Linked DNA regions of Drosophila melanogaster: region 1 is linked to region 2. Evidence: chromatin contacts called from public Hi-C data. All regions are on one chromosome and are shown on one strand. The core of a region is the stretch at or near the end of the contact, and the rest is flanking DNA. Distances in the headings are between cores, read along the strand shown.

Region 1 (4,045 bases), core at 1,303-3,802, 530 kb after region 2:
AATGGCCATGACCGCAGGATCGGGATCCCTGTCAAATACCTCCTATTCGACGCCCAGCATTAGGGGGCCGAGCTTCTGCAAGAAGAGCGGTTCCGGCTAGAGGATAGAGAGCGTGCATTGCGTAGGAATGGGGAATGGGGGAGCACTTCCTTGGCCCGTGGGCGGTGGCGCAATGTCGCCTGAAAGTGAATTCGAATGTGATGTCTGAGGTCAAGTTTTTAACCTTGCAGATAAACCGACAATGTGAAAACGGCTTGGCTATCTCCCCCATATATTTTTGTTTGTTCCATTTGTTTTTCCTTTTTTTTTTTTTTGGCCGACGTCACAAGATAAAGCGAACTGATATGCAGTCTGCACTCCATACTAAACGTTAGCAAATTAGTTTTCGTTTCGAAACGGATTAGCAGTGGAGCCAGTACTTTATATTTAATTTCCACTCGAACTGAACGAACTAATTAGTTAATTTATCTTTGTTAACTACTCACTAACCCACTAAGTTACCTTGCGAACTCATAGTGCTTGAAATCCCTTTCTCATTTCCCTATGTTTTTGAAATTCCACTGAAGTGGAGTTGATTAAAGAAGAGATTTAATAGTAAGCCAAGCATATCAGAAGAGAATAAAAATAGCATTTAAGAGGCAGGTGAAGCCGTTTGACCACAAGTATCCTACGTTTTAAGGATTTGTCCATTGATGTAATACCTAGAACTAGTAGCTTGCAAAGCACACTCCCTATTAATTTCGCTTTTCGCAGCTGTCTTGAAAGACCAGCGAGGAATAATTCAATAAAAAGAGATTATCAGTTAAGCAATTTCCGTATATTTAACGTATGTGGCGCTAGCATATCACAACAATGAAGAAAAAACAAAAAAAAAAAAACGCAGCAGCAAGATAATAATGAGTTTACTGGTTGAGCTTGTTCTTGAGAATGCTCAACTGGGTGAGGCAGTTGTCGCGGTAGTTGCGGCGTTGGGCCAACTGATCCAGCGGCACCATCTCGCCCAGCTGCTTGGCCACCTCGACGGCGACGGGGCCCTCCATTTTCGGTGTCGGTCCCATTGTCTCGCTAACCGCATAGATGGTGTTCGAGTAGCGTTCGAAATAGTTGGCCATGCCCTCGGCATTCAGATGGGCCGTCTCCAGGGGACCCAGGAAGGCGTAGCGCGGTCCCAGTCCATTGCTCATCACGCTATCGATGTCCTTGACATTCAGGATGCCGGCCTCGACCAAACGCCATGTCTCGTTCAGGATGGCATACTGGATGCGGTTGAGGGCGAAGCCCTCGATCTCCCGCGACAGCGTAACTGGTTTCTGGCCAATCTCCTCCATCAGGGCACGGGTCTTCTTCACCCATTCCGGTTTCGTCCACGGCGCAGGCACGATCTCGACCAGAGGCACGTAGTACGGTGGGTTGACGGGATGCGAGACCAAAACCTGTTCACGAAATCAAGCGTAATTGGGCTTAGTCATTGCGGCGATCACATCGAAATCCAAATAAATGCGAATCAAATTGGGCACAAGGACGGCGCAGCTTTAAATTAAAGCAATTGCAGCTAAGAATGTTTCTTAAAACAATAAGCTGTTTGTATGTATTACGATTAACTATTCTTTTTACCAAGTAATCAGCTCAAGGTGGAGATATACTATGGCTCACTAATCTCAAGAATTCAACTCACATTGGCCTTGTTTTTCAGATCCGCGCTGAAGAGGGAGGGCAGAAAAGTGCTGGTGGAGCTGGAGAGGATGGTGTTGGGTCCGACGACGGCGTCCAACTGCTTGTAGAGCGCCTTTTTCAGATCGAGACGCTCGGGGATGCACTCCTGGACGAAGATGGCGCCCTTGACCAGCTCCTTGAGGTCGTTGGTGCCGGAGATGCAGGCGAATTGCTGGGCGGCGGTCAGTTTGCCGCGTAGCAGGCCCTTGGCCTCCAGATCCTGCAGCTCCTTCTGCGTGGCAGTCAGAGCGGTGGACACCTGCTCGGGCAGGATGTCGTACAGCACCACCTGGTAGCCCACCGAGGCGAACAGCATGGACCAGGAGCGACCAATTAGACCGCTGGAATGGTAACACCGCCAGTCAGCACCTGGATATCCTAGCGAATAACAGCTTCCTGCTCCAACTCACCTGCCCACAATGCCAACTTTCTCGTTCTTTGCCGACATCTTTGTTTATTTACTTTTGCCGATTTACTTCGGTGGAGTTGGATTTAAGAAGGAGCTATGGAGGAGCTATTGCTGTCGACCGCCACTTGGCACAGCGTACATGCGTTTGAGCAATTAGACGGCAGCGCAACCGGTTTAATATTCGGCGATAACCACGCCAGAGGTGAACCCAAAAACGAGAACGAGACCCGAGCCCAAGTGTTTGTGGGGTGTTTGCGGACGCGCTTGATGGGTGTCGCTGGAGATTTCGGAGGAGATAGTGGGCCGTGCGATAACAATGCCGCCCCGTTGGGCAATTGGACGATGCTGCCACGCCCACAGCGCTGTATACACATCATTGAGCTGCCGCGTACCTTGCATTTAGTGCATTTAGGCTTTGAATGCAGGCCCTAAAGTTGTTGAAATTATGTATTTTTTGTTAAATACTATATGCTAGCTAGCAAGCCAAGGAAAATGTAAATGATTGTCCAGAAATTGATTTATAATCATAATTAATTAAAAGAAACCCTGCAAGCAACTCAGTTAATTAAACTTATAAAAGCCAGCATTGGTACACTTCATTTTGATAGCTTTTACCTTGGCTAGGTACGCAGGACGGGTACCTGTACCTTTTCCAACCGGTATTTTCCACTCGCGTGGGTGGAAGGGGGGCTGGTTGTGTGTGTGAGATAGTCCATCAAAAGTTCTCAAGGAGCTACCAATTTCCTAGCGGGTGTCACACGACAAAACTGTGCCAAGATGCCCTTAATTTGACTTTTATTAATAATGCCATTTTATAATGTTAGTTTAGCTACTACGGCGGGTATCTTTGTGATTGTCCGTGCATTTATGTATGTATGTACATATGTATTTGCTACCGGCACAAAAATAACCCCGCGAATTGTTTACTAAGCTTTTTAAGCTTTCGCTGTCTTAAATATAAGGCAATAAAATATTGTAAATATGTATGTTTGTAGAGCAAATGGCAATAACTACGTCAAGTATTATCAATCTGATTCGAGCGTTTCGTTGTAAAACTATTCTAAATATACGTTTTTTCAATGCTCTGCCTGTTCAAAATTGCAACCATAGTCTATAGAATATTCTTAAAAAATGTTTGTGAGTTGTAAATGCAAAGATCTATTTGGTTTGTTTAGTTTAGTTTGTTTAATCTCTACTGACATATTTATCACTTCATTTCTTGTGCGAGATATACCTGGAATGGTACAAATTTAACTTTTAGTTTCTCCAATCTTTGGTTTTTTCCACATAATAAATTAAACGCGACGTCTTAAGATTAGAATGGAAAACATGATCTTGCTTTTCTCATTTGCAATGAATATACAAATCATAAGGTTTCTTCGTGTTTTTAACTTAATATGAAAGCAACCAGACTAAAAATATAATAACCTTTGAAAGAGTATACAAAAGTAATCCTCTTGAAGGATTAACGTTTCCATCTTTAATTAATGGTTTAATTGCTCGTTTTTTGTTTAAGCCAGTATGGAAAGACGAAGAGAATCTGATTAGTGTGTTAAAAGTGAAATTTGTATTGCTATTTTGTTGCTTAACTATTTTATTTGTTTAATGTAATAATGCAAAGTGCAGCTAATAATTAAATTAAGTCTACTTTGCAGCCCAACTGAAAGCTGTAATATCTAATCGGTGAATTCGTATTAATTCAATTACACATGTGCATATTTACAACTAATTTAGTAGCTAATTTAGCTTCCTGATAAGATGGCGGCCTGCATGGATCTCCCATCTCTTTCCTTTTGACTTTGGATTCTAGCTTATCGTTTTCAATGCCTCAAATGGACCCGAAAAATTCAAAAGGCCAGCGTTTCTCGCGTTTAGTTATATTCAAAAATATACATTTTTTTTTTTAATTTCGTTCTATTATTT
Region 2 (4,406 bases), core at 1,541-4,040:
GGTGGAACTGGAAGTGCTGCCCTTCTCGACCATCCACACGCTGCAACTGCATCTGAATATCGATGGATACGACTTGATCTTCGCCAGCTGCCTGAGTTTCTGCTTCTGCTTCATCTGGAGCATACCCCTGCTCCACATGACGCTCAGTAGGGACGGTCGCTACAACTACGTGGAACTGATTGCCGGCATGCCGACTATCGTGCTCATCGTGGCCTTCCTGATCTACGAACTATTGGTGGTGCTCCTCGCCCTGTTCCCCATTAACATAGCCGTCATATTCTTTCACTGGGACTTGCTAATGGATTCGAATATACACAGTACGTTGATCATCGTACACATATACCATATGCTTATTACTAATATGATCTGCAGTATACTCCGTCTATGTCATGTTCATCATTGCTGCGTGTGTGTTTAGCTTGAATATTTTGATAACCATCATGCCGATCTCGGATATGCCCTTTGTGTATCTAAAGGTACTCCTCGCCTACTCACTGGGCATTTTGGTTTACATAGCAGTGAAGGAACTGCGGCCATTTACGAATCCCAACACAGCCCACTTCCTATTGCTGGACTTCCATCCGTTCTATGCCCTGCTGCACAATCTAATGCGCATCGCCAGCATTTCGGAGAAGATCTGGCTCTGCAGCGATCGGCAAATTTACGAGACCAGTGTTTATGCGGATCAGTGCAACACGATTCCCAACTGTTGTGGTGAGGCATCCATCAAGTGTTTAGCTAGTGACCACCTAGTGTTTCTTTATAATCTTAACTATTTTAACTATCCGCCGTAGATGACGATGCACAGGAGTTCTACCACCTGCGATACCTGTGCTGTGTATACCTTCTGCTCGTCGTGGTTTGGATCTCGATTTTCATATTCCTCAAATCGCATATGGTGAAGCGAAGGCCACGACAACCGAAGTACTTTTGGGATAGTGAGTGAGTTGCTGTGCAGGAGCACATTTCAAAAATCAGTATATAACCGACGTGTTTCCAAAGTCCGGATAGCAAATACGATCAGAACATTCTGCATATCATGGAGCCCAGCGAGCTGGAGAACACCTGGATCCATGAAAAATCGCGTGTGAGCACTTTGGAACGCAACCACATTGAATCAAAAGCCCTGCATGTGGAGCATTTGAGCGTCTTTTTTGGCCTAAAAGCGGCAATCAAGCACATTGACTTCATGGTCAATCGGTAATGATAACCATATGCGAAATATCCATATACATTCATATATATATCCATCATGTTAGCTATCAAGTCATGAGCGTTTTCGGCGCCAATGGAACTGGAAAAAGTGTGCTGCTGAAGACGATTCTCGGCATTTACACACCTAGTTCGGGACGGATAATCAGCTCCAAGACGGTTCCATTCAAGTCGAAGGATTTGGATTCCTGCCATATGGTGGGCTACAGTGCTCAGGAGTTTCAAACGATGCAATTGATGACCATACTGGAGACATGGGATCTGATACTGCGTATTCGACGCTCCAAACAGATTTCCTTCAGGGCGGAGGCCACAAAGTTGTGCAAAATCTTCGGGCTGTACAAATATCGCTTCAACTCGCTGTCCATCTGCAGTCAGGGCGTACTGAAAAGACTGAGTCTCGGCATTGCCCTGATGAGCGATGCCGAGCTCATCCTGCTGGACGATCCCTTCACCCATTTGGATATCGTGTCGCAGCGCAGCATGCTGCACATAATCCACGATTTGCGCAGGCGTGGTCATAGCATTATCTATACCTGCAGCGACACCGCGTACTCCACGCCCGCTCTACGTATGGCTACGCTGAGCTATCCAGGAATCGCGGTGATTGGGGAGCGCGAGGAGATGCAACAGAACTACTACTCATCGTACTACATGGTGGAGACGAGAATCCATCTGGCCGAGCTGGGCAGTCCCATTGACTTTGATTCGCAATCGACGGAGGCAAAGGAGGATAGAGCAGGGACCACTGGGACGTTATTGCGGCACAAGCATCAGGAGTTCTCCGCGGCTTTCACTGACAGCGCGGACAGATGGAAGTACTTAAAGCTGTGCGGAGTCATCGAAAACGTATTTCCACATGCCATTATCAAGTGAGGCATTTCTCTGAGGCACAGCTTTCCATTTCCATTTCCATTCTAATTTTCTCTTTCCTTTTCTATCCCTGCAGGAATGTTAGTTTTCCCAGGGTCTGCTTCTGGCTGTCCAGTCACATGTACCCCATGTCCAGGATCGTCGATACACTGCATCGCAACAAGCAGGATTTCTATTCCTTCTCCGTGTCTCAGCCGTCGGTAAACTCTGTGTTCCTTAGCATTCATCGCCAGAAAAGCAACAAGGATGCATTTCCTTACTAAACGAATTGTGTAAACAGAAAGTTGCAAAGTAATTAAGTAAAGAATTATTCAAGAAGTAGTAGTATTATTATTGTTGTTAGAACATGGAACATGGATATCTAAAAGACATCGCATAACTATTTGCTCTTTTCAAAACTGTTATCAAATGTGAAACTGGCGAGTGCAACTATTTCGAGATGCATTATCCAAAATAGCAGACGCTGATAAAACCATTACGAGCAATATACATATATCTAAATATATTCCCTGCCAATTTCCTAATGGTTTCATTGGCGATACACGCTAGTTCCCGCAGCACGCGCGAAAAGTATACTGTTTGTCCAAGCCGTGTTTTCCACACAAGAAGTGAACGTTACCCATGTAACCGTCGCCGTCTGCCGATGGCGATGGCGATAAGGAGGCGCCTCCGACTATAAAAGCGAGTCTGGACTAAATTTGTCTCGTTATTGAAACAGCACCTCCAAGCCGGTTTACCAACATGAAAGTTTGTACGTCGAACAATGGATTATACCACATCGATTATATAGCAAAGGATATATGGGATACTTCAAAAATAGATATATACAATATGATCATAATGTCTGCATGTGTGTCCAAACAACATGCATGTGCAATTAGCTTAAAGATCTTATTGTTAAATCTATATTAAAATTGTTGTATATTCTTTCGTCTTTAGGGATTGCACAGCATCTATTTGTGGTGATCCTAGTGTCGTCGGCGGTGCCATTGACTGAAGCTTTGGGCAGCACCGTTTGTGCGGATCGCTTCAATGGCCTGTCGTTTGCGGATCCGGCCAGTTGCTCCAGCTTCTTTGTGTGCCAGCGTGGTAATGCCGTTCGGCGCGAGTGCTCCAATGGCCTGTATTACGATCCAAAGATCCAGACCTGCAATCTACCCGGACTAGTCAAATGTTTCAACGGGGATCGCGGCGGTTCTGTGCTGGGAGACGTCAAAGCAAACGTCACTTTGGTGCCCAATGGAAAGGCCAATGGGGAGGTCACCACGACGCCACCACAAACAACCACCTGTCCACCGACGACGACAGTGACACCCGCAGTGACCACCAAAAAATCGAAACTTATTCTCGATACCGAGGATGCAGATGATGCCCATTCCATCTTCCAAGTTACTCCGCATCCACTCACTAACAGAATTGATGTGCTGAGATCCCAGCGCGATTGCCGTGGAATAAACGATGGCGAGTATTTGACAGATCCCAAACATTGCCGTCGTTTCTATATGTGCCATAAGAATCGGGTCAAGCGCCATAATTGCCCACGGAATCAGTGGTTCGATCGGGAGACGAAATCCTGCCAAGATCGCGAGTTGGTACTGAATTGCCCAGTCAATCGGAATTAGACGTGTTTTCCAATAGCACATACAATATACAATGGTTGCCATAGTAGCATATGTGGATATCGTAAATACTGTTGAATGATCTTGGTTCCTGGATCACAAAATATCAGTTAAAGATATATAAATCAATTATAAAACCATTGGTGAAATAAACCAAAGCAACATTCGAAACAATGCATCATGAAAATCATTTTTTTTTTTTAATTCTAAATTAGAAACTATCTATATATGTAAGTACGAAATATACTAAGTTTTGCTATTGCAAAATATTGTTATTAAAAATTAGCAATTAGGCTATGCATCCTATCTGCCAATCCTAGTAAAGAAAATCGATTTTTCAAAATATATATTTTTTTTTGACGATTCAAGATAATGGAAGGAATTACAACAAATAATTTGGAACGAAATATGTGTGTGCACTGCAAGATACGTGTCTCAATCAAGCCATGTGCTGTGCGTCGTCCTCATTCGCCTTGTGGGCATCGGTATCGGGCATGGCCGATGGTGGCATTATCCTTCCACCCTCTGCAATCGCATCGTTGTTCTTCTCGCCGCCGGCTGGCAAGTTGAGGGGCAGATTAAGTTCCCTCAGGAAGCAAGTGAAGTTCACCACACGACCCTTGTTCAGGAACGGGATCTTGGGGCAGAGCTCGAAGGCGTGGTTCACGGGCAGCATGTCGCAGCCCTTGCCGCATGATACGT

What was found. A called contact is a pair of places that touch in the nucleus more often than the background predicts.
Region 1: a contact with region 2 is called in a Hi-C map of the Kc167 cell line, with 2.1 times the contacts expected there. The contact joins the promoter of Had1 here to the promoter of CG43673 in region 2. A contact is called at or near these places in 14 of 107 Hi-C or Micro-C datasets (the D17-c3 cell line, the Kc167 cell line, the ML-DmBG3-c2 cell line and 6 more).

The regions. Positions count from the first base shown.
Region 1 is chrX:16,306,115-16,310,159 of dm6, forward strand. Had1 (beta Hydroxy acid dehydrogenase 1) reads right to left here and starts at 2,553. Exons shown (of 3, transcript NM_001298391.1): 1 at 2,124-2,553; 2 at 1,676-2,054; 3 at 798-1,433. The coding sequence starts at 2,161. The coding sequence ends at 903. It overlaps CG9915, which reads right to left. Exons shown (of 6, transcript NM_001272675.1): 6 at 3,703-4,045. It overlaps CG3679, which reads left to right. Exons shown (of 3, transcript NM_001272674.1): 3 at 1-1,263. The coding sequence ends at 100. It also overlaps asRNA:CR45485.
Region 2 is chrX:15,776,356-15,780,761 of dm6, forward strand. It overlaps CG43673, which reads left to right and starts at 2,791. Exons shown (of 2, transcript NM_001272651.2): 1 at 2,791-2,836; 2 at 3,025-3,859. The coding sequence starts at 2,827. The coding sequence ends at 3,707. CG43672 reads left to right here. Exons shown (of 11, transcript NM_176739.3): 6 at 1-317; 7 at 373-714; 8 at 795-942; 9 at 1,003-1,200; 10 at 1,260-2,084; 11 at 2,162-2,419. The coding sequence ends at 2,348. It overlaps Efhc1.1 (EF-hand domain containing 1.1), which reads right to left. Exons shown (of 4, transcript NM_132847.2): 4 at 4,043-4,406. The coding sequence ends at 4,144.